Regions from separate parts of the Mus musculus genome. Here regions 1, 3 and 4 are each linked to region 2. A link is a contact called in public Hi-C and Micro-C data. All regions are on one chromosome and are shown on one strand. Each heading gives the region's core, a stretch centred on a gene start, on an enhancer-like site or on the middle of the called end of the contact. The rest is flanking DNA. Distances are from core to core; before and after follow the strand shown. Region 1 holds the start of Ihh (Indian hedgehog). Region 2 holds the start of Pax3 (paired box 3). Region 3 holds the start of Irs1 (insulin receptor substrate 1). Region 4 holds the start of Wnt6 (wingless-type MMTV integration site family, member 6).

Region 1 (6,837 bases), core at 4,294-6,793, 3.2 Mb before region 2:
CTCTCTTCTAGCAAGAGACGCCCCAGGCGGTAGAGCATCTGAGGGTACCAGTGAACACCCTCACTTGGGGTCCAGCTGCCCCATGCCAAACTGGGAAACAGTCGCAGGGGCCAGAAGGCCAACTGAGCCAGATGGTGGTCAGCCACAGCTGCAAAGCAGGAGGCCACCACATCCTCCACCACAAGTGTCCCATGCCTTGTGAGAGGAGCATAGGACCCAAGGGCCACGTGGGTGGAGACAGCTGCCACCCGAGCAGGCTGGAGGCCTGGTACCCCTGATACCAGCACATATTGGCCTGGTTGCACATGGCTGGCAAATGTGGCCCGGAAGTGGGCTGCTGGTTCTGTATGATTGTCCGCAATGAAGAGCAGGTGGGCAGGCGTGAGCGCCAGCCGACGCGGAGGATCCTGAGTCTCGATGACCTGGAAAGCTCTCAGCCGGTTTGGCTCGCGGTCCAGGAAAATAAGCACATCACTGAAGGTGGGGGTCCCATCCTCCCCCATGGCCAGCACCCGGTCTCCTGGCTTTACAGCTGACAGGGCCACACGCTCCCCGTTCTCTAGGCGCACCTGGGCTCCGGCAGGAAAGCAGCCACCTGTCTTGGCAGCGGCCGAATGCTCTGTAGGTAGAAGGGACATGAAGGTGTTACTGCTGGATGCTTACTCTCAGACACAGTGTCCCGCCCCTAGTACCCTAACCCAGGAGAGCTTCTCTTGCTTTCAGATACCCCCCATCACTATACCCCACTCTTTGATAACCCACCACCAACCCATAGCTTGATCCTCTGCCCTTCTTCTCTCTAGCCCAAACCCTAGCCACTGAGAGGAACACACAGGGGCTGGAGCACCAGATGATGTCCCCACTAGATTCTGTCGTGAATTCCAGAGGCTGGAGGTCAGCAAAGCTGCTACTGTGACCTGAACCCAAGAGAGCCTTGTGGAAATAGAGAAGCTGGCTTAGCTTTGCTAGGGTCTGTTCTACCACTTGATCAAATACCTCCAAGAAATGGCCCTCCCAGAGTGGCATTCTAAGGACTGTGACAGAGCTGACCCGTGGAAAAAACAGGCTCCTGAAGCATCCCCAGATCGAGTGCTCAGGGGGTGGGGCAACGACAAGGACAAAGCCCATCATTTTCAGTTCATATGTTGGTCCCTTATGCGGGGGGGGGGGGGGGCGGGGGCGGACATAGTGGCGTCAGATGGTGGAATGGAGGTCAGCGTTTGGAGTCAGGAGTAATGAACAGGATGGGCCACTTGGCGAGCTGACCTTTGGACCGGTGTTTATAGATGAAGTGGGTATGATTTTAGGTACACACAGTTGGAAGGGTCAGGTTGTGGGTGGGGGTAGTAGGTAGGATCACCCTTGTGAAACCCGGGGGAATCAAAAATACCCCCCCAAAAAAGTCTAGTGTGCCAGTCTTTGAGTGCAACTACTATATAGTCCTATGTAGAGGGGGTGTGCAGTCGAGTGGGACCCACAGAACCATGTGAAGCATTTGTGAGTGGGTTAAGTGTAAGTGACAGGGACACTGGTGAGACTGGGGATGAGGGGCAAGGCTCCAGTGCCTGCCAGTTCTGATCAACAAGGCGGCCAATCTGGGAAAAATCCACTTTATTGAGTCCATTTACCTCCAAAATGTCCAGCTTTGGGGCTCTGGGGAGGAGATTGGGGACGCCTGCGCCCCTCTGGGAGGCCTGACCTGCATTTGCGTGGTAGATTCTGAAACTCTAGGCTTCTGGTCGGGCACTCTGATGTCTAGACACACTCTGGCCCCTAGCCCCATCATGCCTTGTTCTGCATGGGCCTGGATCGGGGACAGTGGTGCCTGCCAACCTGGCTTCCTTCATCTCTTCAACTTGTTCTGTCTTGCACTTCCTGTGGCAGTCTCTGGGCTGTGGACCACCAGGTCAGCACTCAGTGGTTCGGGAAATAGGCCCTGTCTCTCTAGGCTCCTGCCGGGACACTACCGGACATGGGAGGAGCAAGCAGTCCAAAGCAGCTGCAGGGAGCGCTGCCGCCGCCGCCGCCGCCGCCGCCTCGGAAATCCTCTTCCCTCGGGTCCCCGCCTCCATCCCCCGGAGGCCATCTTCTCCTTGGCCCTAGCGGGCTTTGCGCTGCCTGCCCACTCCCTGCGGCCCCGGCCCCGGGCCCAGCCCCCCGGCAGCAGCGGCTCACCAGACTTGACAGAGCAATGCACGTGGGCCTTGGACTCGTAATACACCCAGTCGAAGCCGGCCTCCACTGCTAAGCGCGCCAGCAGTCCATACTTATTTCGGTCACGGTCTGAGGTGGTGATATCCACCGCGCGGCCCTCATAGTGTAAAGACTCCTCTGAGTGATGGCCATCTTCATCCCAGCCTTCGGTCACCCGCAGTTTCACACCAGGCCACTGGTTCATGACAGAGATGGCCAGTGAGTTCAGACGGTCCTTGCAGCGCTGTGGAGGGGAACGAAGTTCGAAGTTAGGGAAAGGAAGCCACCCGGTGGGGAGCAGGTGACAGAAGATTCGACAGCACTCATGGGACTTGGAAAACTTGGAAGGACCTCTGCCCTTTTCCCTTAGGAGTAGAGGACTCTAAATGTGTTCTCCCAGTCTAGCAGCTTTGAGTCCCCAGGGACCTAGGCCACACAGTGGCGCCACGGATCTGGAGGACGCATGGAGTCATGAACTCTCAGGGGACTCTTCTCCAGTCTGTGGAGATCCACTTGGCTCCCTGTCACTTGCTTGGCGTTTGGATTCGCCACAAGGGTAGCTATGCTTTTCCAGGGCCCGGTTGCTCGGTTTTACCTAGGCATCAAGGTGGGTTGTCTGTCACGAGGGAGGAAATTTTAACAGCCTGCGGGCTGGCCTGCTGGGCATGCAAGGCCAAAGGTGCCCAGTAGGTGTCACCGCAGCCTCAGAGCTGAGGCCACCAGACACCGAGCCCTGCCAGTACGGCAGGTGCAGACCCAACAGCGGCCCGGATCTGGGGGTGGGGGTGAGGGTTGGTAGAAATTTCTAGTTCTTCTTAGATTCCGCCAGCAAGTGACACGAAACGTTCCCGTTGGAACCTTCTTTTGAACCCACACCTGCCTATGCTTAGCTGGAGACACCTCAGGCAGAGAGCCAGTCCCCCTCCTCTCTGACTTGGACACAGGGAGACCCCCTAGAAGGGACCTGTAAACTCTCCCACCTCCACCAGGGTGTAGTGTCCCTATTTAGGAAAGGATGGAGAAATAACCGAGCCTATGATCTCAAGAAACTGGCCCTGAATCCTTGGATCTTCCTTGAACAGCGACACCCTAGGGGGATCATCAGTGGCTGCCTATTCATGAATCCCTGTCCTTTGCCCAAGGGACCGTGCACTTGACTGAAGGAAGGGGGTGGAGTTTCCACCTACGAGGAAGGAGCCCTCCACTAGTCTTTAACACCTAGGTAAGGTGTGAGATCCCGCCAAGTATCTATCAACCTACCTCTGCCCCCACAGAGCCTAGGCCCTTACAGACCCTTGGACTTAACCTCAAGAGCCAACAGTGACTAAATCCATACTGTGCAGCCTGGCTTGAGGGTGCTCACTGCCCTCACCCCCACCGCCCGGGGGTGTAGCTCGGTTCTGGTAGCTCCTTCTAGATCCCTGTGATCGAGTTCTTAAACCTCACTAGCCAGCTGCCGCCTGACTCTTCCCCTCTACCCCCTCCTTCGGGTACAGAGCCTGGGCCCTCGCTGTCAATGATTGCCCAGCCTGTGGCCCGGATCCTTATCTGCATTCCTCGGCGCCCAGCCCGGCCCGGCCACCGGCCAACCTTCGGCCCCGACATCGGCCGGCCGGCCCCGGCGCCAGGGCGCATGCTGAAGGCCGTGGTTAAGCTGCTCTTCCTAAAGGCAGTCTTCTAACAGGGGAAGAGCCGATAGACCCTAGCGGAAAGGGGTGTGTATCTTTCCCAAGGCACACCAGACTTCGGAGAAAGAAGTGTGTGTCCTTGATGTCTGGTGGAGTTGGGTCCTGCTCCGTGCATGCAGAGATAAGTTAGTGTCAGCTCTGCTCCCTGCCTTCCTAGGCATCCCTACTCCTATTTCCAATCTTTCTTGTCCGTGCTACCAAGCTCAAGGATTCCCCAAGCTTGGTCTCAGAGCCTGAAGGCTCCAGCACCCCACCCTTTAACCGCAACCGCGCCGCTCAGCCCTCGCGACAGACACGTGGGCTCCCTCGGCTGGTTCCCTTTCCTACCTCTGTCTCCACATTCGACTTTCTTTCCCCTGCTATTCCTTAAGCCCAGAACCAGCCAAGTCGCTGCTCCAGGAGAGGGCAGCGCAGCTAACCAAGGGCACAAGGGAAGGGAAGGCCACGGGGTCCCCGGTGTCCTGAGCTTCTTCGCCTCAGGGATGCCAAACGGCTTCGTAATGACCAGGGCTGGGCTGTGAGAAATGTTAGGCCGAGAGGGATTTCGTGGTTCCCGGAGGCACAAGAGGCAGCCAGGTCCAGGTACCTTCAAGTTCCAGATTTGACCTGAGCTGCCAGCACTCGCGGGCAGAGGGGCCGCCCGCCAACCTGCGGGGCTTGGCAGCGGCAGAAAGCTCCTCTCAAAGACACCGGGCGGGATCCCGGATGCTAACACTCCCGCGGGGTTCCTTGGCCAGCCCATCTTGGGCAGAAAGACACCCGGGATTCACAAGAAGGGCAGGTGCCAGGGGGCGTGCCAGGCAGTCGAGAAAAAAGGTGCTAGAAGAGAGGATAGGGCCGGGCAGGTGGCGATGCTTCGATGGCGCGCTGGGAGGACCGATCGCGCTCACCTGGGTCATGAGGCGGTCGGCACCCGTGTTCTCCTCGTCCTTGAAGATGATGTCGGGATTGTAGTTGGGGGTGAGCTCTTTGAAGCGCTCAGAGCTGCGCGCGATCTTGCCTTCGTAGCGCCCGCTGGCGCCCAGGGTCTTCTCCGGCACGTTGGGGCTGAACTGCTTGTAGGCAAGAGGCACGAGCTTGCGAGGCGGCCTCCGGCGGCTGCCCACCACCCGGCCCGGCCCGCAGCCCCGCGCCGCCGGCACCAGAAGCAGCAGCAGCAGGAACAGACAGAACCGCAGTCGGGGCCGGAGCCAGGCGGGAGACATGGCCGGGTAGCCCGGGAGAGCAGCGGGCGAGGGCGCCTGGTGGGCTGATAGGTGGGCGCGTGGCTGGGACAGCTTCGGGGACTCAGGCGTCTGGGTGGCTCTTGGGGACTCCATGCGGGGGCGCCATGGGCAGCGCGACGCGGCTCAAGGCCGACGGGACTCAGGTGCGGGGCGGGGGCCCGGGGCCCTGGCTGGTGGCGGCGTGCTGTCCCCCTCGGCGCCTCGACTCTGAGCTGCCCGGCTCGCCGGCCGCCAATAAATAGGCCGGCCCGTTTGTTTTGGCAACGCGGCGACGGCGGGGGGCGGCGGGCGGCGGGGCTGAGGGCCGGCGGGCTGGGCTGGGCTGGCCCGGCCGGCGGACTGAAGGGACCCGCGGTTAGCACCCCGGCCCGGCGGTCAGGCGGCTCGGGCAGAGCGGGAGCTGCTGCCGTCTGCGGCGCAGCCCGGGGTCGAGTGAGAGGGGAAATGGAAGAGATCCGGGCTCGGGACCCGCGCAGACCGCACCCTATCCATGTCCCTGCCTCCTGCGCGCTCGACAGCGAACCTGCAGCAAGGGCAGCACAGCCTCCTCCCCCTCCGGCGGGCGGCCCCAAGGCTAGCCAGCCCTGTCCCGCGCGCTCCTCAGCCGCGCGTCCACCCGCCCGCTGCCCTTTGCGCCCCCTGCGCTGCCTGCGATTGTCCTCCTGACGGGCCTCACCCCACCCTGGTCTCTCCTTCCCGTTCCTTGCGGCTCCTGGGAGCCCCACCAGGCGCAAATCTCCTGGACAGGAGATGCCACCCCCACGGAGACCGCAACCCACGTCGCAGCCGGACGCAAGAGGGGGGTAGTGGCCGGACCGCACAACCGCCTACGGTGTCCCCTGCGGAGAAGCAAACCCGAAAGCTGGAGGTCATTCATAACCTGGTGCCCCACCCTGGCCCTGGCAACATTCCCTTTCTCAGCTTGGAGGAGCAGGGTTCTGTATTGACCTGGTGCACAGCTGGGGACCCTATACTGCCCAGTACAGAACTAGGGGATGCGGGTGGAGGCAATGTAGCCTTGTCAGGAGTCAAATAGGACTGGAAACACTGTTAAAAACAAGGGAGAAAGGCCATACAGAATAACAGCCTGAAGTGGGGACATCCACAGAGAGGGAAGAGCACTGAGCGTGCTGCATAAACAACAAACAAACAAACAAGCAAACAAACAAACGGATCCCAATCCACCTGCAGACGGGCACTGCCTGGGAATCACTCGCTCCTCCTCGTCCTACTTCAGAAGTGTTAGAAGCCACGGACTCTGCAGAGACTGCCCGGGAAGCGAATGAGGGTTGTGCACTTTAATAGAACATCCAGGAAGGCAGATGAATTATAATCTATACTGCCCAAACCAGAAGACGCAAGTGTGTTAACGGGCACAGATCACCACCACAATGTCAAATCTTGTGCTGTTTGCGACGGGTTCCACAAATTTAATAAAGTTATAATTAGAAAGCTCAATCTTCCTCCCTCACCCTCACCCTCAACCCCTTCCTTTCTTTACAGATGGAGTCTCTCACCTACGGAGTCCAGGCTAGCCTTGAGCTCTGGATTCTCTTGCTTCCATTTCCGGAGTGCTGGGATGGCAGGGGAGTAGTACCACCATGCTAGACATGCTAGAGAAATCATGATGCTACACACACACACACACACACACACACACACGTGCGCGTGCACCTTCCTCTACCAAAGGAAACCGTGATGATCTATATTTGAAGTTCAAGTCATTTGTT
Region 2 (6,371 bases), core at 1,023-3,522:
TCCAAGAATTAAACCGAGATGTTTAACTTCATACTAGGAAGGCAGTGCAGTGAGTGGGAAGACTCTGTGGGAAGTTGGAAATCGGGGAAATAACTTGATGAGGGCTCTAATGCTCCCAGGCATTAAAATCTAAAGTTAATCTTCCTTTGCTAAAAGTGCCAGCCCTTTTCAGTGTAGAAGGACCACCACCAACCATAACAACTGAGTTCTACACACACACACACACACACACACACACACACACACAAACACACACACACACACACACTCCTTCCTAGATTTGAAAACTAGCGCCCTTTGAAAGTCCCTTGCTCTCTTTAGAACGCGCCCACTCTGGACCCGCTGGATCACAGGCCCTAAGTCCACGAAACCAGGTCCCGGGCTCACCTTGGGTTTGCTGCCGCCGATGGCACCAGGTCGGATGGAGCCTGTCTCCTGGTACCTGCACAGGATCTTAGAGACGCAACCATGGGACACGCGAAGCTGGCGAGAAATGACGCAAGGCCGAATGCCATGGTGGGCCATCTCCACTATCTTGTGGCGGATATGGTTGGGCAGAGGCCTGCCGTTGATAAATACTCCTCCGAGCTGGTTGACTCGGCCCTGGCCAAGAGGGGTGGACACTGGGAAGAGATGGCGAAAGGAGAGAGCCCGAGAAAGTCATTTAGGAAGAATAGAAAGCAGCAAAAAGAACCTAATTCTGCATCCTTCTGGCCAATTTGCCTGTGACAGTTAAAACACAAACCACCAAGCTCTGGGCTCCCAGTCCCGGACCCTTAAGGTTCTATTTATTCAAATAATTACCCGATGCAAGGTCATATAATCTTTTGGAAATTGAGCGATCGGAATGAGGTAACTGGCTGTAGAGAAACTGTATTTTCTCTTTTATTTGGGGGAGGGGGGCTGTGCTGCAAGTTGGAGGGAGACCTAGGACTGATGTCTAAAATGTCTTGCGATAACTGCCTCAAAGTCCTGAGAAGGCAGAGGTCCCGATAAGGGTATAGTAGGCAAGGGTTGGGGAGGCTCCCGAAAGGAGACACAGGTGACAGCAGGTATCACCTGTTACACTTAAAAAATAAAAATGGCAGCGAGCCTAGCTGTGGACACCACTGCCGAAATGACCGCCCTTGCACGTCACGTTTTACTCTGGATCGAGGTCGAAGGGCTCCTCCAGAACCCCAGTCTCCTGCTTTTACTTCCCAAATTATTTGGTCGGGTTCGGGTTTGCAGTAATTTCTACCTCCCCGAAATTTCCCAGCACCTTTAAGCAAACCGAAAGGCATTGCCAACCATTTTAGAAACTTCGAGATGCCACTTGAGTTGAGTGGAATTTGCTAATCAATGCTAAAACTTTTCAACTAGGAAGGGCCACCAGAATTTTTCACAGCAGGAAAATTCTTGCCGAACTAATAGTAGTTATTCAAAAGTGAACGCAGCCCGCACAATTTCGTAGCAACTTTAGGTGAACAGAAAGAGAACTTGCTTCCGGCGCTGCGAAGCTTGTTCACCTTTCTCACGGCAGCAATTCCGAAACAACAGGGCAAAGTGGAGCCGGCAGGAGCAGGCCAGGCAAGCTCCGAGAGCTTGTAGTGAGCTTAGCACTCCGTTTGCAGCCAGAACGTGAAATGGGGCTTCTCCCGCTCTCCACGAGAACCCCCTCCCCACTTTTGCTTCTTGGGTTGAGAAGTACCACGGGAAGAGGCTCCCGGTAAGGCACGAGTGGAGGCCCTGGAGACCAGGATTGGGGTGCGGCAGCCAATCCCAGGCCCGGGGATCCGGACGAGCTGAGGCCCTAACATACCTTCCAGCGGGAAGCCGCTGCGTGGGTAATTCTGCCCCGGGCCGGGCCGCATCATCCTGGGCACAGCGCCGGCCAGCGTGGTCATCCTGGGGGCAGCTTCGCTCGCAAATTATATCCAGGTGAAGGCGAGACGAAAAAGCGAGCACAGTGCGGCGGGTGACCCTCGGGAACTCTCCGGATCTCGGAGAGCTCCTCCCCCAAAAAAGGCCAGAGAGGGAGGCGGGGCGCGGGGAGGGGGGCGCTAATAGATCCAAGTCCACAGGCTCCAGAGGAGTCCCTTGAGTGCAGGATCCCAAGCCCAGGGCGGACGAGTTTGGTGCGAGTCTAGCAGATCGGCCCCTCAGCTGGGGCTACTGGCAAAGGTGCTCACTGCACCGCGAAGATCGGGTGAGGGAGGGTGGTGACGAGGCAGGAACACGTCCCAAGTCTCCTCCCGTCGTGACACCGAGTGCAGGGATCCGGACTAGGGAGCATTTATTAGTTCTTTCACCCAAAGCTTGATCAGGAGCCCTGAGCTGCGATTGGCCGAGGAGGAGACCGTCCCGGGTGGCAAAGACACGCGCTGATTGGGCGACAGAAGCTACTTTCTCTTCCCATCCCTGACGGTCCCCAGGCCTCCGCCGACCCAGAGGGGGACTAGCTCTGTGTCCCTTTCTCAAGAGAAGGGTGGACAGGTTGAAACTAGGAGAGGCAGCTTGGGTGGCAAGAGCCAGTGAGGATGGAAAAAGGCTCGCGGTGTCCCTGTCCCTCTACATGAGATTCAGCCTTGATCATCTTGGTTTTCTATTACTCTGTCCTAATCTCTTTCCGCCTTTCTCTGGAAACCTTGCTATATCCGCCCCTTATTTCCTCTGTCTGCCCCTGCTTTTCACCTGTGGATTTCGCTTCGGGATTACTAATACGGAGATGGCGGTGGAGCAAATTTGGAAAGGGGCACAGAGAATTCCGGATGTGTTTCCTTTTCCTTTCTCTGGTCTGCCTCTGGGCCTGAGCTCCCTATGTGAGCCTCCCAGAAAGGCATCTCTCAGGAAGAGTCCAAGATGTGCCCAGAAGGTCCTTTTGTCTTTCTTAGGCTGGGAATGAAAGACAGGTGGCATAGCCATGACAGAGACTGAAGAGGTTAGGCCTCCCCTGGGCTCCAAGTTGCAAGCAATGGGGAAGCCAGCTCCTTTTCTTGGTTTAAAAACCCTTCTGAGAAGCGGGGACTTTAAATCTCCACGTACACATTCATCCCCGATGCACTTGCATCTATATGTTGAGGTTTTGCCCGGGTGCAGCGTTTGTTCTCAGGAATTTATTATGGCATTCAGACTAAACTGCTGGAAAAATAAAAGAAGCAACGTCTTGGCTAGGAGCTGAAGTGTCCCCAGCAGGATATGACGCCAGGAGTGTTGTAAAGACTGTCTGTCCTTAGAGAAGGTACCATTGTGCCTAGCCTTTTATTTATAACTTGGTAAGTGCCAGCGAACACTCCTCCCTTACACCCCCCTCCCGTGCCAGCCCCACGTTCTGCGCTGCTCTTTATTCCCTCAAGTCTATTCAGGGACTGTCACTCTGGGGCCGAGAGGTATTCAGGGCCTTAATCAATCAAAAGGATGAGAATCAGGCAGGTTTTTTCCCCTTTGAAATAAAGGAAACAATGACTTCTGGGCTTCAAGTTCCCTTTTCTTTTTATGATATTTGAATTTTTCCTGCCCCTGAATCCTCCAACCCTCTCTCCATGTCCTCCCCCCCCCCATCTCCTTTGACAGTTTTGATGTGAACTCAGGCCCCCAATCCTACTTGCCCACCCCCTAATTAAGGCAAACTCAAGGGGGGGGGGCGTGCGTGTAGTTGTTCAAAGTCCCTGAGCTGGCCCTTTAAGAGTTCACTCCCAGTGGAGAAAGCTGGGTAGCTCTTTGCTCCCCCTGAAGTCAAAAGGGCTTATCGACCCTGGGAGCAGGCGAGACGGGCCTCTGGGGACTCCAGAAAATGTCTGGACACCCCACCCCCACCCACCCACATTTGGGGAGGAGCATTAGAGCTCACAGTGGAGAGAGAGTCCAGAAGCTGTTGGCCCGCAGAGCTGCTTAACCAAGTTTTATATAAAATAATTCAATTTGTCAAGGCGGGAAACTTTCTCACTTCCTTTCCCCCTACCCCTGGTCTGGAGTCCTTCAAAGTTTGGGTACTTGTTTTCGAAAGCACCATACACCCTTGCCATCTGAGGAACCAGACTTTTCCAAGATTTTTGCCCTCTCAAAGTTGAGCAGAGCCGAGTTTAGCACTTTGTCTGGTCAGCTTTAATCAGTGGGAAGACTAGGGACCAGAGGTGTATTTCAAGTGGTTAAATTCAGGCTGCACACTCAGTGAAAAGGGACCCCTCCTGAGGGTTAGAACCCTGTGGGGATGAGTCGCCTCTTTTTTTTTTTGTCCAAGACTTCAGTGGCATGACCCCAGCTCTTCAGAAGGCGGCTCTTACTGGACAAGGGTAACTTGTTTATAATGGGCGGCTGCAGATACCTTTCCGGGTTCAGACACTTCTCTAGGACACTTCCTCCGCAGTACTGCCTGTTGAACAGCTCATGGATGCCAGCTGAGAAGCGCATTCATAGACTACTTGCCACCTGCTACGAAAATGTCTACTCAGAGGCAGCCAGGATGGGTCGTGGGCAAGAACCGTGACGGAGTTTTCCTTCTCCCCTTACCTAGCACTCTCCAGTTCCACCAAAGGATAAAAGCCAACTCACCTCCACACACAAGATCCCAGGGGTTCTGAGGGCACTGAGAGGACCCAGCCACAACGGCTGAGCCATTTCTAAAATTTCATGGCGACAGCCAAGACAGTGATACTCGCTGAGGTTCTCTCCACAGGAGCACCCAACCTGCCAAACAAAACCGGGCCTTCCTCTTACCCCCAACCCCCTTCCATATGCCTGAAGCTGAAACCACCCTATGCCAACTGCCTAAAGTAGGAGTCTCGGTTCATACCACTTGCCCCACTGGGCTACCAAGTCCAAGTCCAGGTGCTGAATCTGACCACAGTACAGCCACTAATTGGACAAATGAGCGCAGGCAGAAGGTGTTGGAGGGTGAACCCAGGTTTGGTCAGCAGTGTTCAGGCTCAGAGCAGACCACACATGTGTCCAGGGAAGTCCCTGCAACAGTCTTGCGAACAATTCTTGTATCCATCCCTGTCACCTACATATTTTTAAAAAATGAATTTTGAGTCTTGAGGGCCAAAAAGTAGTGTGATTTAACCCCTGCAACAAGTAGGGATGAAGAAGGGGACATTGTGGTTGACTCCTGTAGCCCCCCCCTCTCTTTCTTACACACACACACACACACACACACACACACACACACACACACACACTTTAGAAGTGTTTCAAGTAACAACGACTAGACTGACAGTCCAAGCCTGAAGACTATACTTAATTCTTAGTTCCCAGGTTGGTGGCTTCTGCCCTGACATGGCAACATTGTTCTTGATGTTTTCGTCTTACTTGGGGATCTCGATTCCGAGCATGAAGTTATCTAGGCCGCTCAGAGATCACCTTTCTTCCAGGAGGATGCAAGTCTTGAACCGGGAATTATAGTCTATACAATAGTGTTGATAGAGAACGTTGAGAGTAAGCTGGTTGCCAAAGCTACTGCGTCCTTTCTGGGTCTGTTGGGAGAATCGCTGAGACAGGAATGGGCGCACGCAAGGGAGTGGGCTGGGGTAGAGGTTGCTTGACTGCGCCGCCGGGCGGCAGGAAACAGTGGAACAGCTGCGGAGAAACCCTCACTCCTACAAAAAGGCTGCTGATCACTCCTGAGGAGTAAATTAAACTCCAGATTTCACGTCGTGAGCTTCCTGAACAGATGCAAGGTTACCTGCTGGTGAATGTGTGGGTTAAACCGGTGGAGTAGCAATACTACCACCACACCAACGATGGTCATTTGGCACCACACCTCCGCAGTTATTTCTCAAAAGCCTTGGCGCCGCGCTTCTCCCCCATTAAAAAAAAAAAGTTCTAGCAGAGTGAGCTCGGGTTTAGGAGCAAGATGCGGATCTGGGCGCCGCATTGAAATGTGTGGGCCAGCCACAGCAGATTTGTCCCTGCCGTGCCCCTGTAGCGAGGGGGCCTTGGGGAACTGTGAGAGGGTTCGCATATAAAGAACATATGGTTTGTGGGAAAGAAAGAGTAAAGGAAAAGGGAAAAGGAAAGAAAAAGAGGCGAGGAAGAGAAAAAAATCTTAAATTTGAAAATCAACGGAGTAAATCAGAAACTAAATCTTTCTACTTTTACAGAAGTTCATTTGCAAAACTTATTGTAAACACGGATGGCGATCTACCACATCCGGGGGCGTCTTGCAAATTAATAATAACAATAATAATAATTTAATATTCTCTGTATATGTTGGTGAGGGTAAGCTGAGGAGGAGGAGGATTTGATCTCTAAAAGAGTCAGTTTGGTGACTGCTCTCTACCTGTAGGTCTGGCTCTGGTGTATATGTAGTTGGGGGCGGGGGCGGGGGGGGGTGAGTAAGGGGAAAGGGCTTTCCTTAGCCTGAGGACTGACTGGTACCCGCAGCAGGCTGCATC
Region 3 (6,949 bases), core at 414-2,913, 4.1 Mb after region 2:
CCACGGAGTCATCCACTTGCATCCAGAACTCGCCAGGCCCTGTCACAGCGGAACGCCCCACCTCGATGAAGAAGAAGTTCTCTGAGTGGCCACAGCGTCTGATATTCATCAGCTGCAGCACCACAGCGGCTGCCTCGGAGTTCAGCTTCACAAAGCTGATGGTCTTGCTGGTCAGGCAGAGGCGGTAGATGCCAATCAGGTTCTTTGTCTGACCCAGGCCCTTGGGTTTCAGGATAACCTGCCAGACCTCCTTGAACGCGGGTCCTGGACCCGTGTCATAGCTCAAGTCCTCCCCTGCCTCTCCAACGCCAGAGCTGCCGCTGCAGCTACCGCCGCAGCCTCCTCCAGCCCCGTCATGGTGGGCCTTTGCCCGATTATGCAGCTGCAGAAGAGCCTGGTACCAGCTGTCTTGCTCAGCCTCGCTATCCGCGGCAATGGCAAAGTGTTCGTCTCGGGTGTAGAGAGCCACCAGGTGCTTGTTCTTGGAGTCAGCCCGCTTGTTGATGTTGAAACAGCTCTCGAGGGGGATCGAGCGTTTGGGGGCGCTCGACTTGTGCCGCCACTTCTTCTCGTTCTCATAATACTCCAGGCGCGCTGGGCCCCCGGCCTCGCTGGCCGCCCGCAGCACGAAAAAGCGCTTATGCATACTCTTGGGCTTGCGCAGGTAGCCCACCTTGCGCACGTCTGAGAAGCCATCGGTATCCGGAGGGCTCGCCATGCTGCTGCGGAGCAGAGGGAGGTGTTGAAAAACTGGGTGAGGGGTGGCTTCTCAGTGCGGCCCCGCACATGCACTCCGGGCTGGAGGAAGCTCGCAGAAATTCTGACTCCAAAATTCACGCTGTTCCTGGAGCTGGGGAGGGGCAGCCGAAGGACGAGGTAACTGCGCCAAGGAAGATAGCCTGATCCGAGTTTAAGGGCGTTTCATGCCCAGAGGGAAGGGCAGTGGGTCTAGGGTGAGTGCAGCCGCAATCTTCCGAGGACTATGTCTCCCCCAGTCCCTGCAGCAGAGAAGGAGCTATGGTGCATCCCTTGCCGCCCCTGGTCGAGTCCGATGTAGGGAGGCAGCGATGGCCCGAGGAGTCCCCGCTTGGCTCTCTAGGCGCGCGCGCCTTCCCTCCCGAGTTCCCCTCTGGAAGTAGCGATTCCCGAGGCAAATTAAATATCCTTGGGCAGGGGGAGGCGGGCTGCCAAGTCCCAACGTTGCACCGGGTTCTCCCTCCTCCTTCTCCTCCTCCTCCTCTGCCTCCTCCCACCCTTCAACCGTCCCCGTCGCCACCAGCCGCCCAAATACCAGCTCAATCGCAGAGACCGCGGCGCTGCGGCTGTTGCTGCTGCTGCTGCTGCTGCTGCCGCCCGAGGACGCGTCCTCTGCAGCCCGCACTCGAGCCCATCTCGGCGGGCGGGGAAAGTGGCTTTTCCACGCGCAACGCTACTGGGCAGCTGGGGGAGCAGGGGACGGTCCAGAGGGACAGGCTCATCCCTGCCCCTAGCTCCAGTCCGCAAGGGAGGAGGGGAGGGGACGAGGGAGGGAGGCGGGGAGCGGGGGAGGTTTGGGAAGAGATCGGGGAAGACGCCCGGTCCTCCCGAGGCGCAGCCGCTGCAGTTACTTCTCTCCTCCTCCCTCCTTCTCCTCCCTCCTCCTCCTCCCTCCTCCTTCCTCCTCCTCGGAGAGTTGCCGAGAGCCCCAACCAAAACAAGCGGCGGCTGCGGCGGCTGGCACCGCGCGCTGGCCCTCTTCAGACCGCGCCGCCGTCTCACTCCAGAGGAGCAAAACACGTGACGGAGCCTCTGCGCTCAGCAGCCTGGCCGCCGCCGGGAGGCTCCAGCCCGGGTCTCTCTCCCTCTCCCTGCTCGCTCTACATTCCGGGCCGAGCCCGCCCCACGCCCGCCCCTCTCCACCCCCTGGCCGTGCCGCAGAGGCGCCCGCGCTGGCCCTTTGCTGCAGCGCTCGGGCAGCGCCCCTGCGTGGCCGGCAGAGCCCGGGGCGCTGTGTCTCCCACGCCCGTGCCACCCAGAGCGCCCCCGGCCCGTAGGAATCCCCGCGGCGGGAGGGCAGGCTTGTTTGGGTGGCTACCGGAAAGCAGGAGGGGAGTCTGGGAAAACGGGAGGGGGGGATCTGGGGAAGACGCAGGAGTGAGGGAGGGGGCAGTGAGAGGGGGGGTGCACTGCGGCTGCAGAGCCCCGAGAGGGTGGGGGCGCTGGGGCGGAGGGGACGCGGGTGACCTGCTAGCTCTCACCCAACAGGTAAAGGCGACCCCCGGGAGGCAGCTGGATGTCGGTGTCTGGGTGAGAGGCCCTGGTAGGGAGATCTACATTTTTGTAAGATTTTCTAAAGGACTTCTGAGCCAGTCTTCCACCTGGAATCTCCGGACGTACCGTGGTGAAGCACCTGGAAGAAACAGAGAGGGACGCCCAAGGGCAATGACTGTTGGCTAGGTTAGGGTCTCTCGGAATCGCGACCTGGGATCTCACACCTGGCACTATTAGCCGCTGATCACTAAGGAAATAAAATGTAAAAGTCACCATTTCTCTTCCTTCATGCAGGTGAAGAGGGATTCACACTTAAGGGTTAGTTAGTGCAAAAGGTGGGGGGCGGGGGCTGGAGGAAACCTGGCACCCCTTATCACATTCGTAAGTCTATTTGTGATTTTTTTTAAAGATGTAAAGGACCTTCAGAGAGTTCCTAAGTGTACACCCTTACTGTGTATATGTTAGCAGATGTTTGTTTCATAGTTTGCACGAGCATTAGACGACCCTATACACTTTTAACCTTGACCACAAGGATAAGTGGGAGACAAGGATAAGTGGCTAGGCTGCACAGGAAAATGGGTACTTCTTGATGAAAACGGGTCAGCAGCCTCTTTGCAAAGCCTATTTCTTAGTCTCACCACAAGCAGACGCTCCCCAAAGTTTTTTTTTTTCTTTTTCTTTTTAAGATGACCTATAAATCAAGCAGGGTGTCCCTGTCTAGCCCAACCGGCATTAAAGACCTACAAATGTGACGTTGCTCCCAGTGCTTAAAGCCATTCTACTCTAGCCATGGGCGGTTCTAGTTTTCCACCTCTTTTCCTAAGCCAGGAACCCTCTCAGCCTCCCGCTCTCCAGCACTGCAGGTTGTTTGCAGTGAGACGCAGCAGTAAAGGTGCTGGGCATGCTCAATCCACTAGACTGCCTGGCTTGGAGTAGGGGAGGAGCGGATGGGTAAAGGGGGCTGCGCGCCTCAGCATAATGCGGCTAGAGAGGCGGGGTGAGGTTCCTGGGGCAGCCTGCTGATTGGTGGAGTTGCCTGTCTTTCCTGTCTTGCACAGATGCGGTAAAGGGGAGAGAGGGAGAGGGTACAGATGTAGGCACTGGCGCCATTCAGATGCTTGCGGTACTTGAATTGGGGTATTCCGCATCTGTAGGTGTCACCTCCTCTCGAAAGCTCAGGAGCCTCTGTTTTCTCTTTTCACCTCCTTTATCATGCAGTTTCTCCTAAACCTGGTTAATGGATTATGCGGTACACATTGAATTGATAGCCTTCATTTTTCCCCTCTGACAGCTTGGTGATGCGGGCACATGTGCCCACTACAGGAAGGCTATAAATAGCAAGTAATTTGGAAAAGGTACGGAGACTGCAATAGCAAGAAGAGGACTCTAAAGATTTGAAATGCATTAGGGGTTGGGAGGATAGCAACTAGAGATATCTGAAGTTAGTGTAGCAGAATAACAGTGTGTGTGTGGGGGGGGGGGGGGAATAAACAGCTAGTCTAGTCTAGCAACTGCTTAATCTAGATTAGTCCACAGGGAGGGGACCTCGCATTATGTAGGAAAGCACTTCAAATCCAGACTTTAACTTTTAAAATTACTTCCTTCCTGACCTCTGTCACCAACCAAGAACAAACAAAAAAGAGAGAGGGGGAAAAAGGAGGTACCTTTATGGAGGAAAGTATTTTCTTGAAGGAGGAGACAACAAAAAAAACAATTTAATTTGGAAGATTTTTATAAGTCATCTTCACAGAACATTAGGGTGTTTATGATATAAAAGTAATGTTATTCTGACTGAAGAAGAAGTAGACCATCTGCTCTGAGGTGCCCAAGGCCCTGGATTGGATCCCCAGTTATGTACACAGACAGACACACAGACACAGACAACCAGATCGTTGTAACAAACTGCTCACCAATCAGTGAAGTTTAACACACACACACACATACCCTCACACACACACAACTCACTCGAGTTTCATTACAAATCTTAAAGGCAGCTAATGTTCAAACTATACTACAGTAAGTTCAGTTCTTTGTACTTTTTTTTTAATTGATGGCTTGAGATAACTCTAGGAATACAAATTCACATTTGATTCACATAAATATACAGAAGAGAAAGGTAGGCTTTTGTGGAACTCAGGTGAAGTCGTGTTGAGCAGATACGTGTATTATCCTGTCACCTTATGCTAAATTAGTCTTGTGTATTGTAATGAAAATTTACACCCAAGAGAAAATTCACAGAACAGGCAAGCAACCAATTACCAAATAAGTTGCTCAATGCTGCCATCTCTAGGACAGCTAGAAACCACTTGCGCAATGAATAAAGGAATGCTGTCTGCATTTTAAAACATTGACTAGAAGCGCTGCCAGAACTAAATTGACATATTGATGTCTTCAATACAGTCATGATAGTGAGAATTAAAATTTTACGTGTCTTCGGTGCATATTTGATTAACATATCTACAATTACTGTTAAAATAGGAAAATGGCCAGTGTATGATGTTACCAAGAAAATCATATAAAAATGTCAGTTATTAGATACATATATGATGTACATATACATTGGTATATATATATATATATGTATGTATCAGTAGACATGTTCCTTAATACAAATAGGTCATCACTACAGAAACCACTGGAAACTCAGTTAATTGTGGCAATTTGGAACAATGCTTAAAGGAAAATGAAAACTCATGGATTTTTTTTAAATTGAAGGATTGCATTATTTTACTATATCTGCATAGTTGCAGATATTTGAAAGCCTCCTCTGCAAAGCCACCCAAACCATATGAGATACATTCTTGCAGTTTGGGGATCAACAATACAAAATAATTGAATCTGCTATATTGAGGCTTCTCCCGCCCCAGGATTTAAAATAAATAAATAAATAAATAAATAAATAAATAAATAAATAAATAAAATAAAGGTCCTGCTTGAGCAGGTTCCCATAGGTAGGCGAGAGGTCTCTGTAGTTACCATGTTCTCAGTGCTGCTGATTCCACAGACTCCTATTTCTGATGATGGATTGAAAGGCACAACAGTGAGATGCTATGAGATGCAAGCAGAGTACTCACTTCACAGCTCTATGCAAGCTTAAAGAGAACAAGGGCAATAAACATTCTACTTAACTGAGCTCTCACTGTTTGGGGACTTCTCTATTCAATCACTGGTATCAAGCGTGGAGAGCTATTCTTTCCATGATGTAATTAAAATATTGCAGATTTCTGACCTCCTCCCAGCCCCAAAACAACTTGTAGTGAAAAAATACCCTCATCTAAAGCAATATGAAGAGACTCCTACTTATGCAGAATTTTAAGCAATATTGGCTTACACACAAAGGGGAAATTTTTAATTAGCTGCTACCGAATTACAGAAACATACAGCTTACCTAATAAAGGTCTCTATCTCTGGGTTCACTACAGCTGGGTGGAGCAGGCAATGACCCACGCTTGGGTGCATCTCACAGCAGCTTTGAGAAAAGTCAATTTCTGGCAATCGGCTGGTGAGAATCCATCTCTACTCTCGGTCTGGATTTCACTCCGTATCCGGGGAATTCACGGAGGGTAAAAGCATGGAGTGCTAACCCAGGATTTCAGAAATATATTAATCCCTTCAAAAATGTCAAAACTTTCATCATTTGGTTTCTATCAAAGCAGGAAATAGGCAAATGGATGAAATTGGGGAAAGGGAAAGTAAAAACTCAATGCCATGATTTAATTCTTCCATTTCAGGAATTGTACTGGTTGATGCTGTTTTTCCGGAGGGAAGATCAAGCATGGCATATTTCTAAATAGTCTTTATTTCCTTTTTCATTTTAATTTTCTTTGCATCTTTCTAGAACTGTACGTGAATGTATATGTAAGCATGGGTGCCTTAGTGCATGGAGATACCTATGGAGGTCAGAAATGGACATTAGAACTCAGGAGCTGAAGATATACATGGTTGTGAGCCACCATGTAGGTGCCTAAAACTGAGCCCAGGTCCTCTGTATGAGCAGCAAATGCTCTTAACCACTGAGCCCTCTCTCTACCCGTTCTGTGCATCTTTATTTTAACTATGATATTTTAATTTCTTTTCAGTTGTCTTCAGTAGAAATGGAGAGTCTGTCATTCAGTCCTCTAGCTTAAACAAGGCCACTCCTTTGGCTTTGCAGTTGGGAACCAGAACCCAGGACTGGACATTGAATCCAGAGTCTCCTGTCTGGGTTCTCAGTCCTCTTGTAACTCATTTCAGAACAGAGACTTACTCCGGTGCTCTGTTGACCCTGAACTCATTGTAGTCCAGACTTCAGGTTTGTAATCTGCCTCAGTCTCCCAAGTATCTGGGATTACCAGTGGGGGCAGAGAATGAAGCCAGCTCCACTCAGTATCATTTGTTGTTGTTGTTGTTGTTGTTGTTGTTGTTGTTGTTGTTCTGCTACAGTGTGCTCAGTCTAAAATTTGATACCCAAACTGCCTTTCAAATAGTTGGTTGAATTTTATAGATGTGCTGTCTCCTCTGCAGGTAGGGTCTAGACACACAGCACCCCGTACAGCATCTTAAACTCACCTCCACACTCTTGCTTCTCCTCAAACTCTCTCCTTAACTCTAAAGCTAGCAAGTATGTCTTCTCTCTTCTTTGATATTAAAAAAAAATCAAAGTTGACTCCTCAAAATTTCTCAAATTGGGGCTAATCACTAACTAAAGGCTCAGAGATAT
Region 4 (6,890 bases), core at 3,505-6,004, 3.4 Mb before region 2:
GATGGCTCAGTGGTTAAGAGCACTCAAGGCTCTTCCAGAGGTCCTGAGTTCAATTCCCAGCAAACACATGGCTCACAACCATCTTTAGTGGGATCTGATGCCCTCTTCTGGTGAAGACAGCGACAGTGTACCCATATTCATGAAATAAATAAAAAAGATGCTGTAATTAGACAGATCCATAAGAATAGGTGACACCATTTTCTCCCCCGTATGTAGTTGGATGCCTAGCACATAGTGGGTGCTGCCTGCTGCCAGGGTGAGAGAGCCAGCACAACCCAGTCCCAGTGATAAACCAGGACAGAGGCTGACAGAGAACCTGAATTCTGGAGCTCTGACTAGGCTCCCTCCCACCCCCACCCCCACCCACCCCTGCCCCACTCCCCCACCCACCTCTGCCACACCCCACCCCACCCCCCAGTCTAAAACCAAGGAGTTGGACTGTGAGAAGATGCTCAGAGATAATGTTCTTTCCTGGAACAGTTGAGGCCCTGAGTTCCAGCATCAAATCTACTATCATAAAAACAAGGACAAAACAAGAAAACAAAAACAAAAGGGGAAAACCATGCAGGAGACAGTCTGAAACAAGATGACTGTAGAGGTTCATGGGGCTAGCCTTTCCTGTTGGTCCACTGAAGTTGAACTAAAAAGCCTATGTTCCCTGGCATCCTCCCAATCTAGCCTTGGTAGGAAGCAGCCCCTGGGTCAGACTCAGCCCCTGCCCCCTATTTCAAGATTCCTCCAGGCAGGTTATTTCTCTCCTTGGTGTGACTGGAGGCTTGAGAGGATAGAGATGAGCAGGGCGAGGCAGGTGAGCTCTGATGTGAGAGACAGTGGCTCAGAGGGAATCTCCGTGGAGTTGGAGCTGGACCTGTGAGGCAGGTGTGATAAGGTGACTGGGTGGATACACTCTTGGGATATTAGGCAGGCCGTGGAAGTTGAATAAAGCTGTCTGGTATACCTAGAGGAGAGGAAATAAGTGTCTCCCTCTCTTTCTTTTTTTTTTCTTTTCCTTTCTTCCCTCCATCTCTCTGGAGGGTTGGCCTTTCCTCTCTCTGTTCTCCTAGGTCCCAGAGACCTTGTAGGAATTCTCAAGGCCTATCATCTCCCTGAAAAGAAGAGCTCCATCCCAGTGCTAGAGATGCAGGGAAGGAGGGAGGGAAGAGGAGAGGATGGAGGCTGTTGGGAGGGGAAGGTTCACAGGCCTAAATTCCTGGGCTCCTGCAGCTTCAGTCATCCTGAGGAAAGAAGGGGGGGGGGCACAACAGAATGATTTAGAGACCAAACTCTGTACATGGGGGAGACATGAAGACACAAGAAAGTAGAGAGAGAGAGAGAGAGAGAGAGAGAGAGAGAGAGAGAGAGAGAGAGAGAGAGAGCGACCAGTGGAGGCAGAGCACTCTGCTTTTGCCTGCAGCAGTTCTGATGTTATCTGTCTCCAGCTGCCTCTCCCCCCTCCACAGTCCCCACCTCTGCCTCTCCTTCCTCTTCAACCCCACAGCCAGACACCCAAGTCTCCCCTGCAGGGTCTTTGTACCAGAGCCTAGCGGTGAGTGGAATTTACAGGTTCACAGGGGTGGAGTGAGCCCACCACAGTCTCAACTCACCGCTTACCTCTGTACCACTACCTCTTCTGCTTCTCTATATGGACATATATGCAGAGGCCCTGTGTGTGTGTGTGTGTGTGTGATTGTGCATACATGGGTGTGGCCGTCATGGTGGTTGGCATAAATTTCACCCCCAGCAAGGCCACCATGTCTCCCCCCCATCTGTATCTGCTCATGAAAATTAACTATCATTGTGGAGGGGTGGGGGAGTTAAGGGTGTGATTTCTGTGGGGTTGTCCATTTGTCTGTGTGCATCTGATAGCATGTCTGAGTGTGCATGTTTGCACACATATCTGATGGTATGTCTGAGTGTGCATGTGTGCACACATATCTGATGGTATGTCTGAGTGTGCATGTGTGCACACATATCTGATGGTATGTCTGAGTGTGCATGTGTGCACACATATCTGTAGCTGTTTGTATGTCTCAATTCTTCAGCTCTGCTCTCTGGGGGAAAAAAATCTACTAAGGTAACAGTGACTTGACACTTTCCAGACCCTCCAAACTTGTGTCTCTGAAGGTTTGAGGGGACAAAAAAGACAAAGGTGTTCAATCTGTCTCTGTTCTGATAATACATAAATGGGGAGCACCTATGGGGAGCACCTGTGGGCAAGGCAGGGTAATCCCAGACCCTGGTTTCCCCAGATGACAAATGCCAATACCTTGGAACCAAAGTTCTGGAACAGGGGCTCCAGAAGGTCTACCCTGGCCTTCCCTGTTCTGATGCTTCTGCAAGGCAGTGTTTGTCAAGTGATTCTGGAGTGGGACTCTGGTGGGGAAGGATGGATGAAGGGTAGGAGAGCCCAGGGATGGCTAAAGATTCTGCAAGATCTGGCTGGAGCACATTGCAGGAGGGGTGGGACCAACTGTGTGTGTTTAGAGGAAAGGTGGGGGGTGGGGGCAGAAAGGCTGCCTGCGGGGGAGCAGGCTTCTTGGCAAACGCCCCAGTTTCCTGAGCTGATCCCTGCTCCCTGCCACTGCTCCCAATTCTGTTGTTTCAATAACATCATTTTTATCCACCCCACAGAGAGACGGTGTCTGGGGGGGGGGGGCGAGGGGGCAGGGATAGGACACGGGGGACACGGGGGTGGGGTGGGGAGGCTGGAGAACCAAGAAAGCCTAGGGTCTGGAATCAACAAAGAGTAGATTTGGGGCGCTCCCTTCTCAGGGCTATCCCAGAGCCCAGGTCCCCTGATGACAAAGACAAATACATTAAAATTCTTGCCTCAGAGAAGAATGCAGGACAGGGAGAGCATTTCATAATCTGCAATAACAGTAGCAGGCTGGGTAAGGGGCTTGAAACTAAGACACTGGATCCCAGGGAGCTGGTCATTGGCCCACCTGCACCTTCTGGAGACACCATACACCTCCTAGCTGCCAGGTTGGCACCAACTCTAGCCCCAGTATTCACTCGGCCTGGTATATCCTTGAATGAGCTATGCCCACGGGTGTGGTGGTGTCCACAGTGCTTGGCACTAGTACTAGTATGAAAGGCTGTGTACAAAATTGCTATGTGCTGGAGCGGTGCAGTGCATGAGAAAGGAAGAAACGTAGGTTGGTCCAGTGTCTGGCTGAGCGCTGTCTCCTCTCTCTGCTCCTTTCCTTCCCCAGAGGGCCTCACACTCTGCAAATCTCCTTATTCAGGACCTTTGACACCCAGAATCCTCATTAGGACTCCCAGAAAACCCAAGGCCTTATTTGTTTGTGTCTAGGCTCCGGTTTTTCCATCCCTTCTCCCTGCTATTCATCTTCTTTCCTCAGATCTGCTCCCCCTCCTGATGTAGGCATCTGTGGCCTTCTCCTGCCTTCTTTCTGGTCCCCCAGTCTCATCTTTGCCCATTTGCCCCACTCTCTGGACGACTCTCTGGACCGGCCCTCCTCTTTGCTCACCAGCGGTGTTTGTCTATCTTGGCACTGTTCTCCGTTTCCACTTCTAAATTCCTCCCCACCCCAAACGACAAGGAACTTTCCCCTCTGGTGTGAAATTTCTGCCACGTGGGCTTAAGGTCCCCTGTTTAAGGTTGATGGGCCCTCTAGATAGCGGTGGCGGGGAAATTGGCTCCTGCTTCGGAATGTCCGCACCACCTGTCCCTCTGCACTCCTGGGGCACGTCGGGGGGCCTCTGCCCCAGGCCAGAGCAGCAGAGGCTGCCGCCCGCTGCCAGCCGCTTGGCTTGATGAATGGAGCTGTCCCTCCTCCCCACGAGGCCTTTGATCTCCCCCCGTGGGGAGGGGGTCAGGGGCATCAAAGACATTTTTGTGGCATTAGAGAATCAGATAAACGCCATCTCACCTGCAGCTGGCTCTCCCACCCCTTCTGCCCTGGCCAAGTTGGGGGAGGAACTTGAGGCTCCAGGAACCCGCGGACAAGTGAGACCTGACCACAGCCAGCGCTGACCCCTCTTCTCTTGGAAGTCAGCAACCTCGGCCCTCCGCCACGTTTATGAGTAGCGAATACTGGAGCGCAGGCCCTGGAGAGGTTCCACTTGCTGTCTTATCTCCCCCACACTGTCCGCCCCCAACATCGGCTGGCTGCGGCTGCAAGGCTAGGGAGCTAGAACCCAGGCCTCGGGCTCGTTCCCTTGCTGGGACAGAGGCTGAAGAAGGGGCAAAAGACGCGGGAGTTGGTAACGCCTCCTAAGTTCGTTGGGCTGGCGATCCAGTTGGACAGCCTTCTACCGAGCATCCTGCGCCCCCGGCCGACTTCCTCCCTGGCCCCCATCTGTATATCCCTACGTACTGTTCCCTCCCCCCAAACTCCCTCATTCCTGGGAAGTTTTCTCTCTTTACAGTCAACAAACCTGTCAAACGTCTCCCAGCCAGTCCCCCTTCCCCAGTTCTTCCTCCCTCCCCCCCTTACCCTTCTCGACTATTCATCCCGCCCCTCCATGCCCCAGGTCCAGGGATGGCAGGGGACAACCCCGCAGAGGCTAGGAGAGGGGCAGGCGGGCGGGACCCGCACCCGTGAGCGCGCGGCCCCGCCCCAGCACCCGCCCTCCGCTGCGCTCTGCGCCCGCCGCCCCGGGGCGCACGGCTCCCTCCCAAGAGTCCCGCCGCCTGACTGTCGCAACTGCCACCCCCGTGGCCCCCCTGTCCCCCTCCCCCGCCCACGCTTCGGCCCCGCTCCCCTCCCACCCCCGCCCCCGGCTCTGATTTCTTCTCTCCAGCGAGCTCCGCAGGAGACACAGGCGCTGGCTGCTGGGTCCGCTCTCCGCCTCCGCCGCGCCCTCCTCGCCCGGGATGGGCCCCCCCGCCGCCACCGCCGCCGGAGCCCTAGTCTCCGGGCCGCCGCCTCGGTCGCCGCGTTTGCCCTGAAGCCCGGTGCCCGCGCGCCCCGGCTCACCCCGCAGCTTCACTCCCCACCCCCAGCCGCCTCCCCGGCCAGACTGCGGTAGAGCTCTCAGGATGCTGCCGCCGGTGCCCTCCCGCCTCGGACTGCTGCTGCTGCTCTTGTGCCCCGCGCACGTCGATGGACTGTGGTGGTGAGTGCTGAGTGGGACTGTCTCCCGCGCAGCTCCAAACACCAGAGGGTGGGGACCCAGAGCCAGTCTTGGGACTTGGCACAGCGATCCTGCTGCCTTCAGGCTCTACCCGCTCCAGGATCCCAGCTATCGGGAGGTTGCACCGGGACCCTCGCAGACAGTTCCTTTCGGGTCTCTGCCCGAGCACTTCTGAAGTGCCACTTTGACGTTCTGTACCCCTGGATACTCTATTGTGTTTTCTTCCCGTATAGTCTTCCTTCCCCCAAAGAAATGTGTCCAATTCGCATCATCAAGGAGTTGGCAGATAGGTAGGGAAGAGCTGTTGGACATCATGAAATCCATAGTGAGAGATTGGGTGAGAACGGGGTGAGGAGGGGTGGGGACGGGCGAGAAGGGCCCTCGAGCTAGATTTGGGGAACAGACAGGAACAAGGTGGAAAGCTCTAAGACAGAGAGAGTCAAACGGCTGCCTCTTGCCCGCGCCTCATTGCCTACCACCTCACCATTGCTGGCCCCTTCAGCATTGGCAGTAGTACAGGAATAGGGAATGCAAATGGGGAAACTGAGTCAGGACTCTGACTTCTCTGCTTTTCCCATAGCGAGTAAGAAAGACAGAGGGGAGATCCCGGAGGCCCTCTCTTCCAGAACTGGGAAGTAAGGAATTTTTTTTTTTTTTTTAATGTGTAGCGGAGGAGGTGTAGGAACTCTTGAGAGCGATCTGATGAAGCCAGTAGGAGCCTGGCCAGCCGAGAGATGGGGTAAATTCTCAGATCCGAACTCTGGGATTTAGCCAGAGCAGACACCTAGACTTCGAGGGTTTCCAAAGCTTTGAGCCTTGAGGGGAAGGACAGAGGAGGGGCAGCGGGGGTGGGGGGCGCCAGGACAACTCAGATCCAAATCTTCAAGACTTTTTTCCTCTTAGTTTTTTAGAGCCACAAACACCCGCCCGGAATAGTTCAGTGTTCAGAGAGGAGGAGGAGGGATTTGGGCAAGAGTGCTGATAGATTAGCCAACCCTAAGAAAGCAAGGACTTCTACATTTGCATATAGCCCCGCCATTGGCTGAATTTCTACCCTCTCAGCCCTCTCACCCGCCTTCGCGGCTTTGGACCCAGGGGTGGGGCAGGCCCATCCCTCTCTTCAACAGAGATTGAGTACTATGCCCACACAGGAAGCTGCTGGCCGCTATCCTTCCGCGACGCGGGAAAGACATCCTCGTGGGTGTCAGTGAGAGGGCTAATACAAGATCCAGGTTCGGGTTAGGAAACATGCGCCTTGAGTTCTTGCTGCAACGCAGTATTTAGCAGTTTTGACAGATGTATCTAATCCCAGTTTAATCTGTGGTCTTGGGTGAATCATTTTCCCACCTTGACCTACAAACTCTCAGCTTTTAAAGAACAATCTCCCTATGTGGCAGGCTTGCCAGGAGGGCTGTGGGGGAAGATCTATAAAATGATCTGACATTAGGAGCCCTCTTCCCAGTCCAGCCTCTCATCTCCCAGGTCTCCTTAGGATGAAAAGTGGGGTTACTTTCAATTCAAAATAAAGAGTAAAAAATAAAAATAAAGTAATGTTTGGCCGTGAGCTCGCTCGCTCTCTCTCCTCCCACTTACACACCTTTCATAATTTTGCCCCTTTTCAATATGTAGGACAGTGCTATCCTTTCTCTCTCGTTCTTCCTCCCCCATTGGTCTAAATTGTTCTTTCTTACAATTAAAATCCCACTTCCTCCATGAAGCTGTCATTCTCCCCACCACCACCACCCTGTCCTTGAGGCTCCCATTATGCCCTAAGCAACTATGCATTT

What was found. A called contact is a pair of places that touch in the nucleus more often than the background predicts.
Region 1: a contact with region 2 is called in a Micro-C map of embryonic stem cells, with 6 times the contacts expected there. The contact joins the promoter of Ihh here to the promoter of Pax3 in region 2. A contact is called at or near these places in 2 of 39 promoter capture datasets (cranial neural crest and embryonic stem cells) and 4 of 484 Hi-C or Micro-C datasets (all in embryonic stem cells).
Region 3: a contact with region 2 is called in a Micro-C map of embryonic stem cells, with 17 times the contacts expected there. The contact joins the promoter of Irs1 here to the promoter of Pax3 in region 2. A contact is called at or near these places in 8 of 484 Hi-C or Micro-C datasets (LSK cells and embryonic stem cells).
Region 4: a Hi-C map of embryonic stem cells shows a contact between it and region 2, with 5 times the contacts expected there. The contact joins the promoter of Wnt6 here to the promoter of Pax3 in region 2. A contact is called at or near these places in 4 of 39 promoter capture datasets (cranial neural crest, embryonic stem cells and second pharyngeal arch cranial neural crest) and 6 of 484 Hi-C or Micro-C datasets (embryonic stem cells and epiblasts).

The regions. Positions count from the first base shown.
Region 1 is chr1:74,946,129-74,952,965 of GRCm38.p6, forward strand. It overlaps Ihh (Indian hedgehog), which reads right to left and starts at 5,544. Exons shown (of 3, transcript NM_010544.3): 1 at 4,772-5,544; 2 at 2,176-2,437; 3 at 1-619. The coding sequence starts at 5,086.
Region 2 is chr1:78,194,864-78,201,234 of GRCm38.p6, forward strand. Pax3 (paired box 3) reads right to left here and starts at 2,273. Exons shown (of 8, transcript NM_008781.4): 1 at 1,802-2,273; 2 at 388-623. The coding sequence starts at 1,886. It overlaps Gm33152 (predicted gene, 33152), which reads left to right and starts at 6,359. Exons shown (of 3, transcript NR_168359.1): 1 at 6,359-6,371. RefSeq lists a promoter at 1,837-3,827, an enhancer at 2,992-3,602 and cis regulatory regions at 2,992-3,224, 3,380-3,602.
Region 3 is chr1:82,289,776-82,296,724 of GRCm38.p6, forward strand. Irs1 (insulin receptor substrate 1) reads right to left here and starts at 1,664. Exons shown (of 2, transcript NM_010570.4): 1 at 1-1,664. The coding sequence starts at 718.
Region 4 is chr1:74,767,138-74,774,027 of GRCm38.p6, forward strand. Wnt6 (wingless-type MMTV integration site family, member 6) reads left to right here and starts at 4,755. Exons shown (of 4, transcript NM_009526.3): 1 at 4,755-5,085. The coding sequence starts at 5,009.